Linked DNA regions of Mus musculus: region 1 is linked to region 2. A link is a contact called in public promoter capture Hi-C data. All regions are on one chromosome and are shown on one strand. Each heading gives the region's core, a stretch centred on a gene start, on an enhancer-like site or on the middle of the called end of the contact. The rest is flanking DNA. Distances are from core to core; before and after follow the strand shown. Region 1 holds the start of Rnf34 (ring finger protein 34). Region 2 holds the start of 1700040P09Rik (a long non-coding RNA gene).

Evidence for each region. Capture Hi-C pulls out chosen DNA fragments and counts their contacts.
Region 1: a promoter capture Hi-C map of pancreatic islet shows a contact between it and region 2. The contact joins the promoter of Rnf34 here to the promoter of 1700040P09Rik in region 2. A contact is called at or near these places in 4 of 39 promoter capture datasets (erythroid cells, hippocampal neurons, liver and 1 more), 4 of 484 Hi-C or Micro-C datasets (CD4 T cells and embryonic stem cells), 3 of 115 datasets of contacts at active chromatin or transcription factors (effector CD8 T cells, large pre-B cells and neural tube) and 1 of 9 other capture datasets (pancreatic islet).

What each region holds. Positions count from the first base shown.
Region 1 is chr5:122,847,617-122,852,230 of GRCm38.p6, reverse strand. It overlaps Rnf34 (ring finger protein 34), which reads right to left and starts at 2,043. Exons shown (of 6, transcript NM_030564.1): 1 at 1,933-2,043. The coding sequence starts at 1,938. Gm33044 (predicted gene, 33044) reads left to right here and starts at 2,295. Exons shown (of 2, transcript NR_169045.1): 1 at 2,295-2,398; 2 at 2,486-2,781.
Region 2 is chr5:122,510,730-122,515,474 of GRCm38.p6, reverse strand. 1700040P09Rik (a long non-coding RNA gene) reads right to left here and starts at 1,470. Exons shown (of 2, transcript XR_387696.4): 1 at 1,297-1,470.

The DNA of each region.
Region 1 (4,614 bases), core at 794-3,293, 340 kb before region 2:
TTAAGGGCTGGAGAGAGAGATGAGCAGCTCAGAGCACTCATTTTGCTTTTACAGAGGACCTAGGTTCGGTTTCTAGAACCTACATGGTGGCTCACAACCATTAGTAACTCCAGTTCCAGGGGGGTCTAATGCCACCTCTGATCTCTGTGAGCACCAGGCATGCAGATGGTGTATGTATGTATGTATGTATGTATATATATACATATACACACACATACACACACACACATACATACATACATACAGGCAAAACACTCATACACATTAACCTAAAAACATTTTTAAACAATTTTTTAAAGCTTTCACAATATCCTCATCCTTAACGTCAATTCAAATGTCACTGATTCCAGATCCTACATTTGTAATCCAAATTCAGGAGGGAGGACAGCCTACATACTCAATTCCAGGCCAGTCAGGGATTGACAGTGAAACCCTATCTCAAAACAAAGAAGTTAACCTACTCCCAATTTCGGCCAGGATTCCAGCAGCAGGGGACCTGATGTTTTGAAATAGGACCGCATGCAGTGCAAGCTGGACTCAAACTTACTACAAAGCCAAGAATACCTGTGAAAAACTAATTGTCTTGACTCCAGCCTCCAGCTCCCAAATGCCTGAGATCACAGGTACGCAACACTGAAGGTATGGTTATTTTTCTTGCTTGAGAGTTTTTTACACACACACACACACACCTTACATTATTGCAGTTTGTAATGTGGCTACTTGAGATCTATCTCTCAGGGGATTGTTGTTGGTTGGTTTTCCACGAAAACACTTGCTTGGCCTCAAACATGCAGCAATCCTCCACCTCTACCTCCTAAACGCTGATCACGGGCTTGTGCCACCATGCTTAAGGGGCTCTTTTCTTTTAACTGGCAAACTCTTTCTTAAACAGGGTGATTATATTTTGAATTACCTCTACCCCATCTTGACTAAGGCAGTGAAGGTGCTGGGCAAAACACTTGCTGAATTTCTCTATCCACTTGACCCTCTCTTCAATCGTCCACAGTAAATCTTTGACACTCTGTGCAAGGTCGTCAATCTAGCAGCCCAAAGCCAACACACTTACTTCTTCCACGAGATGGATACAACACCGTGAGGGAAGACATCACCACCTTCTGACTCACGCCATTTGACTTGATTTTGGGCAAATGAATCAATGCCTGAATTGACTGCTGTACACAGCCTCTTTAGAACTCTCTGCGATGGGGTTGAGAAAATTCATCTCCCCTAAGTAGGCCAAAATCACACACACACACACACACACACCACATACACACACACAAAACCTGCCCTTTTCTGAAACTTCTATCAGTGATTCTCCCACGCTCTCACTCCCACCTGGGAGCAAGGCTGCCAAATTACTTGCTGCGTACCTAGTGGCGATGTAGACACGTCTAGCGCTCTAGGTCACGGCCACAACATTTAAACCCACGGGAAGGACTCCTTGAAGGAGGACACCCCCAACCCCCCATGGGCCACTCAGGTCCTAGCCTCATCATACCACGCAGCGCTCTCTATGCCTTCTGTCTCGTGATGCACCCCCCGAAGTCTGGGTTAGCTCAAGGACTCGGGGGAGGCAGAGGGCACAGCCATGGCCAGAGACACCGAGGCTCTTGCGGCTTAAAAAAAAGCTCGGGACCCCGAGAAGAGCACAGGGCCCTGGGAACAGGGCCCAGCGGGCTGAGACCGCAGGGCCACTAGCCGCCTCCTCGGCCAGGACGCCGGAGGGCGCTGTGGGAGCTCGGGAGGGTCTGCTGCCTGGCCTCTCCGGCTGGAACCGGTCGGGGCCCCACACACACTTCGGGCCGGGCGCCCCGCTACGTGGTGGTCTCTCACGAAGCCCCTCTGGGTAACCGCTGAGACGGAAAACAGGAAGCGCTCTGGGCGTACGGGAGAGGCAAGGAGAGCCTCCCGGCTCCACCAGCCCCTCACCTTCATGGCCGCGACCGCCTCGGCTCGGTCGGCTCTACCGGGGAACTCAGCACCATAGCAGCCTCCTCACACAACGGATCTTCCTTCCTTCTAAGGCGGCGAATGCGGCGCCTCCCGAGACCCACTGAGCGTCCCTACGTAAGGGGGCATGGCCACGCTCGGCTCACGCCCCGGGAAGACGCCGAGCGGCGGGCGGAGCCCACCAATCCGAAGCGGGTCTTCGGGGGGCCCGATCACCAAAGCCAATGAAATGGTGAAGAAGGGGCGGGGTTTCGGGCGCAGTCTTGCGAGCGAAGGGGAGAGGGGAGGGGCGGAGGGAAACGGGGCGGGGCGAAGAGGGGCGGGGCGGGGCGTGACGCGACGTGACGCCCGGTCTGTCGGAGAGAAAGCCGCTCAGGCTGAATTGGCTTCCTATTTTGGGTGGATAGCTTCCCTCGGCCCGAGGCAGAAAAAGAGCTGTGGTGAAGTAGGAAACACTGTTGGTTTGAAGCTTTTATTCTAACCTGCGGAGCAGGGCCTCTCTCGGGCTTAACCCATTCTCCGAATGTTCTAGATCTCATCACCAGGAGAACCTCGGATCTCCTCAAGGAAGAGGGGCAGCACGATCTAGGGCGAGCCATTTAGAAGATGTACTGAGAACGGCTGAAGAACCAAAGGCTGTCCAATTCCAATTCTTTGTCGTTCGGTTCGTATGTGTGTGTGTGCGGTTTTCTTTTTAGACAAGATTTTTTCCTGGCTGTGCTGGCCAGAGAACTCCCAGTTTACACCAGGCTGGCTTGGAACTCAGAGAAATCATGCCTGCCTCTCTGCCTTCCGAGTGCTTGAGATTAAAGATGTGTTCCACCACAACTGCGTCCAATTGATGTAATGTTCAAATTTACCCAAGTACTAACTAACCCTTTCAAAGAATTCACATGATCCCTTCAAACTGACGTCGGGGCAGAAAAACAAGTGGCAAAAGATGGTATAAATTTCTTCAGCCTTGCTGGATTAAGGCTTTAATTAGTTGGTTTTCCTACATTTCTTTCTCTCACTTCAAAATAATATTTGAGGTCGGGCGTGGTGGCACACACCTTTAGTCCCAGCACTTGGGAGGCAGAGGTAGGCGGATTTCTGAGTTCGAGGCCAGCCTGGTCTACAAAGTGAGCTCCAGGACAGCCAGGGCTATACAGAGAAACCCTGTCTTAAAAAATAATAAAATAATAATAATAATTGAAATTTTAGAGCTCAAGATGTTACTTCTTCCTTAGCGAAGACCCAGACAACTCCTATTCTTATAATAATAATAATACTTTAAAATTCTTTGTATCTGGTTTTGCCTGCATGTGTATCTGTGCACCACATGTGTACAGTGATCAGGGAAGTCAGATGAGGATGTTGGATGCCCTGCAACTGAATTACAGTTGTGAACCACTATGTGAGTGTTAGAAACCAAACCCAAGTCCTCTGTAAGAACAGCAAGTGCTCTTAACCGCTGAGCCAGCCCCTGTTCTATTCTTTTTCAACATCTGCTTAGATGAACTTTTTGACAGAACACGAATACAGCTGGGTGCAGTGGCACAGGCCTTTAAACCCAGGATGGCAGAGGCAGGTGAATGTCTCTGAATTCCAGACCAGCCACTTTACATCGTCAGACCCTGGCTCAAAACAAAACAAACCATAGCATGCTATGTCCTTGGACTATGTCAAGCCTATTTTTCTTCAGGCTCTATTGAGATAATGTAATATCTTGTCTGGCACTCAGGAGGCAAGAGGCAGTGGGTCTCTGTGAGTTCAAGAACAGCCTGCCTACTGAGAAAGCTCCAGGACAACCAGGGCTTACACAGAGGACAAGAAGAAAAACTATTAGACAGTAATTTTTCTGCTCATCATCTAGGCAAAGAAATTAAAAGCCATTTGCTGGTGGGGCTAAAGATATGTTTCCCATCAACCACATGCCTGCTGTATGAAGACCAGGATCTGAGTTCCCTCCTTGGCACCTATGTAAAAATCAGGTTTGGTGGTATTCATCAGTAATTCTAGTACTCTGTGGGTAGAAGCAGGAGGATAGCTGAGTTTACTGGCCAATTTAGCATAATTGGAGAGCTCCAGGCTCAGTGAATGACCTTGTCTTGGTAAGATTAAAAAAAAAAAAAAAAAACAGTTGAAGGAAACATCCAACATTGGCTTCCAGCCCTGACCCGTGCAAGTATACACACGGTTGGTTTTAGCTAAAATATTAAGGCGTGGTGGCACACATTTTCAATCCCAGCAGTCAGGAAGTAGAGTTAGGTGGATGTCTGTGAATTTAAGGCCAGCCTCATATACATAGTAACTTTCAGGCCAGCCGGGGGTGGATAGTAAAATTTTGTCTCCAAAAATCATATTTGCTGGTGAGGCAAAGACTAGTTCACTCTCTGAATAATCTTCAAGGGTTAATGAATAAACACATAAAAAAAAATATGCCCACCATCATTAGCTGTCCCAGAAATGCAAGTAAAACTACAGATAGCCCTCCTAGCAGGATTTTGAAAAGAACAGCAGGCATGTAAGCCTTGGGGTAAAGGCATAGAGAACACAGCAGTGATATCACGTGATCAGGCTGCTTTGCGGAATTCTGGCGATCATTTAAGAATGTGAAGCCTAAGGTTACCTATGACCGAACAGTTCCATTCCTGTGCACCCAGTAAGAACACATGTCCA
Region 2 (4,745 bases), core at 221-2,720:
TGCCTCCCGTGTGCTGGGAGGTATGTGCCACCCTACCATGTTTGTCCCTAGTCTTACTGCATCTTGTCATGGACAAAACATAATTCAGGACATCCCTGAGAAGACTGCTCTTTTCTAAAGGGACCCGGAAGGGCAGTGAATCTGGGGGAGAAGGGGGTGGGGGGGATGAGGGGGGGTTGGGAGAAGTGGAGGGAGAGGAGGCTGCAGTCAGGATGCAGGAGAGAAGGGTACATTTTAAAAAGTATTTACATCTTTAATTTCATTTTTATTTTTAATTATGTAGTGTGTGTGTGAGTGTGTGTGTGTGTGTGTGTGTGTGTGTGTGTATGCGACATGTGTGAAGGAGACAGGACAAGTTTTCAGTAGTCTGATCTCTTTCCTCGCTGTTGTCTAGCAGCTTGAAGTCTGCATACTCCAGCTCCCAGACCATTCTCTTGTCTTCTGTCTCTGTCTTCTGTCTCCCACCTCACCTCACCTCACATCACCTCACCTTAGGGTGCTGGGATTACAGACACGAGCTACCTCATCTGGCTCTCAGCGAGGGTTCAGGTGAGCTCCGCACGGTTGCTCCACAAATGCTTTAGCTGTTTGTTTGTCTGTCTGTTCATTCATTCATTCATTCATTCATCCATTCATTCATTTATTTATGATTTTAACCTGCTGAGCTATCTCACTGTCCCCTCTGACAAACCAGGAAGTGTGAACACCGTTTTAGTTGCTTTGCCCAAAGACCATGCTGTCAATTCACACTGACTACCAAGTCTCTTACTTTCTTTCTCTGGTTGCCAAAAGGTGAGCGGTTGGTGCTAAATCACCTAGCTGAAGAACAGGCAGCTCACAAGATGCAACACCCCTCTGTGGATGGGGGAACCTCCTCTCGAGGCTCTCCCAAGCCTGTTCTCTTCTGCTACTCTAGGCTCTCCCCTCCTCGCTCACTCGATCTCTGGTTGACATTTGGCTGTCCTCAGCCCTGACCCCTTTGTCTTCTGACCCCTTGTACCTAGGTGCCAGATCTGGGGTCTGGAGGAGGTAGGGCCTCTCCTTTCTTGGATCTGTACCAGTTTCTCATTAAGGTATTGTTCCTGGGTACAATGGGCTCCGGGCTCGCACCTTGATGTACTTCCCTTTTTGCGTGCACACGGAGCTAGCTGGGCATTCACCATGCCTCTTTCCCATTGTCCCTGGGGTGGGAGGTAATCAAACTCTCTAGTTGGAACCTTGGGTGAGCCAAGGTCAGCAAGATGTGTGGCACTGAGATGCCACCCCGCGAAGGGAAGGGACTCCATGGTGGCTCACCTTGTTTGGGGCTTTGTTTGCGTTGCTGTGCAGTTGTAATGGAAAACGAATAAAAATAAAAATCCCAGGGCCCTTTTTGGCCAGCGCTTGGGAAGTTAATCCCATTGTCCTGGCCAAATGCCAGCTCAGGTCCACGCAGTTCGCAGTCGTTGGCCTCCTGCAGATCGCTGCGGGGGTGGGGGGTGGGGGGGAGGCGCCCCGCCCCCGCCCCACCCCCTCACTGTGACTGCAACAGCTGTCCATGCCCCACCCATGAAGAGGCTGCATTTCTGCAGGACTCAAAGGGGCCTTCTCTCCCTTGGCTAGGTCTGGGAGGAGGGACAAGACCTAGGTCAGGACAAGACAAGGGTCAGGAATTCAACTGCTGTTTGCAGCAGGGGTGATCTGTGTCTGAACACTTTCACACACCACAGAATCACTGGCTTCTGTCGTGAAAACGACTTTCAGGAATCGCTAATGTCTTCCCAGAACTCCTGCGTAGAGCCCCTCCCTTCGTTTTAGGCAGATTTAAACGTTTTTTGTATCTAAAGTACCTCCGAGTTTATCTCCGTGGAGCTTGCTGTTGTGGTGTCCTCTGATTGCTTCCCCTAATGCTTAACTCTCTTTCCTCTACGAGATTTAGTATATTTTATGATATGAAGAATTGACCCGGGCTGGCGAGATGGTTCAGCGGGTAAGAGCACTGACTGCTCTTCCGAAGGTCCTGAGTTCAATTTCCAGCACCCACATGGTGGCTCACAACCACCCGTAATGAGATCTGACGCCCTCTTCTGGTTCGTCTGAAGTCAGCTACAGTGTACTTATGTATAATAATAAATAAATCTTTGCGTGGGAGCAAACAGGGACTGACGATCAGAGGTCCTAAAAATTCAGTTCCCAGCAACCACATGGAGGCTCACAACCATTTGTACAGCTACAGTGTATTCACATACATATAATAAATAAATCTTTTAAAAAAATTGATCCGGATCTGGGCGTGGTGACACATGCCTTTAATCCCAGCACTCGGGAGGCAGAGGCAGGCAGATTTCTGAGTTCGAGGCCAGCCTGGTCTACAAAGTGAGTTCCAGGACAGCCAGGGCTATACAGAGAAACCCTGTCTCGAAGAAAAAAAAAAAAAAGAAAGAAAAGAAAAAATTGATCCGTACAAATTCCATTCAAATAAGCATCCTGAGTCCCCAGCAATGGAGGAAGTGAACAGAGAATATTATAAAGATATTTTTCTCCCTTTAAAAAAAAACACTTATTTTTATTTTATGTGTATGATTTATATGCTTGAATGTATGTATGTCTGTATACCACACACTCCCTTGGTGCCAGCAGAGACCAGGAGAGGACATGGGATCTCCTGGCACTGTAGTTTAAGTTGGGTGTAAGTCACCGGATAGAACCCCAGTCCTCCACAAGAACAGTAAAGTGCGCTTAACCACTGAGCCATCTGTCTCTCCAGGACCAACCCTCCTCTCTGTTTCAAGACAGGGTCTTGCTTTATAGCCCAGGATGGCTCAGAACTCAATGGGTAGCTTAGGCTGGCCTCAGACACTACAGTCATCCTGCCTCATCTTCTTGAATGCTATACAGACCACACGTGTGTATCATACCTAGCTCTGGTTTGTAAGTGTGTGACTTCAACAAGTGACAACCTGAGAACCAATTATCAGAATCTTGTGCGTGTGTGTGTGTGTGTGGGGGGGGGGGGTTAATAGAAATGACAGTGACACCTGACACCTGAACCTAAGGATGGAAGGAAATAACACGTGACTCCTGAGCGTACTGCACAAGTGGAGAGTTTGCCAAGGATAACATCTGCCTTCCCAGTTTCTTTTCCCTTTTGGTCTTAATTAGCCTGATTCCGTGTGTGTATTTGACTGTTTTCTAGAATTATGTTATGACCCACTGAAGTCCTTGCTGGAATGTTCCAAAGGTTTCCAGCTCAGGTTTTCTATTAAGAAAGAAGGATGAGATGGGGCGGGGACACAGTTCAGCTGGTGAAAGGCTTGCCCAGCATGCACGAGCCCCTTGGTTCGGTTCCCAGCTCTGTATTGTAATCCCAGCACGCAGGAGATAGATGCAGGAGAGTCAGAGTTTAAAGGTCATCCCCAGCCTGGGATACATGAGATCTTGTCTCCAAAAAAAAAAAAAAAAGCAAAAATAAAGAAATATGTAAATAAAATAAGGCTAGAGAAGATAAGGGGGCAGGTATTTTCTGGACATTCCTCATGTGGGTGCACGTATGTGAATGTCAGGCTGTACCTCCAGCCCCAGCTTGCCTTTCCTTGGGTCAGAGAAGCCTCTTCCAGGATGTTCTTTGGCCTCAAAAACGTCCCCTCCCACAAGTTGCCATAGCTGATCTTTGCGGGTAGCTGAGATTTGAAGAGAAAGCTTCAAGTGAAGGCTGATTACTTTTTGGAGGTGGGGGTGGGGGTTGGCCTTGCGTTTGCTGCCTTCCAGGAAGAAGGAGGGTTCTGCTCTCCTCTGATGAGTCATGGGAGAGAGACTTCCAATCTTTGCAAACATCCCGGGGCCAACCCTCGGGAGAGCTTGCTGGGGCTGTGTGCAGCCCCCACCAGGGCTCCCAGGACCCACCTGAGAGGACCTCAGGGGGAAAGGGTGAGAGGTTCTGCCTTCGCCTGTGCTGGAAAGCAGCCAAGGAAATGGGACCGTTGTATGTCTCGGGGCTCCAGCATGTGAGGCACAGGAGAGGGCCTCCTATAGGGGTATCTGTCTACAAATCAGGCCCCAGACTGGGTCGTACGAGAAGGTCACGGGCAGGAAGTAGGCTTTTGAGGCAGCTCAGTTGGCGAAGTACCTATATCATAACCCAAAATCCCAAATTACCCTACGCTTTCTCTAGAGGCCTGCCCCTCTGCAGAAGGGATCCTAGACCAGAGAATCCCAGACCCCAAAGTGGATACCCAGACCCACAGGTGAAGGGTATGGTAGAAAAGAAGGCAGGGCCCGGGGGTGGGGGTGGGGGGTGGAGGAGTCTGCAAGGGTCTTCCTGTCCAGGGGAGATGAAGTAGAAGAAGCAGGTTAGGGAAGGGTTGAGGCTGCTGGTTTGCTGGGATCTGCCGTGCCTCAGCTCATGAGGTCTGCCTGAGCCAGATGGAGCCTATGATGCAGGCACCCAGATGGAACGGCTCAGGCATGTCAGACACACTTCTCTCGGGATACACAGCGTTCCCCTTCCTTCCCCCTCGCCAAAAGGAGGAATCACAAGGTGACTCGGGCCAGCGGCCAGACCCCTGGGATTTGCGGAGAGCTATCGGGTGACCAGAACGGGGATCACAATAGACACCTAAACGTGCTCACGACTCTACCAGTCACCCTTTCAGCTATTGTGGGACGTCAAGGGAACCAGCTGGTCAACCTTGGGAACAAAGATCCTGTTCTAGGAAACTGTCCACGGCAACCCTATCTGTCGCTTGCTCTATCTGTCCTTGGGTTCC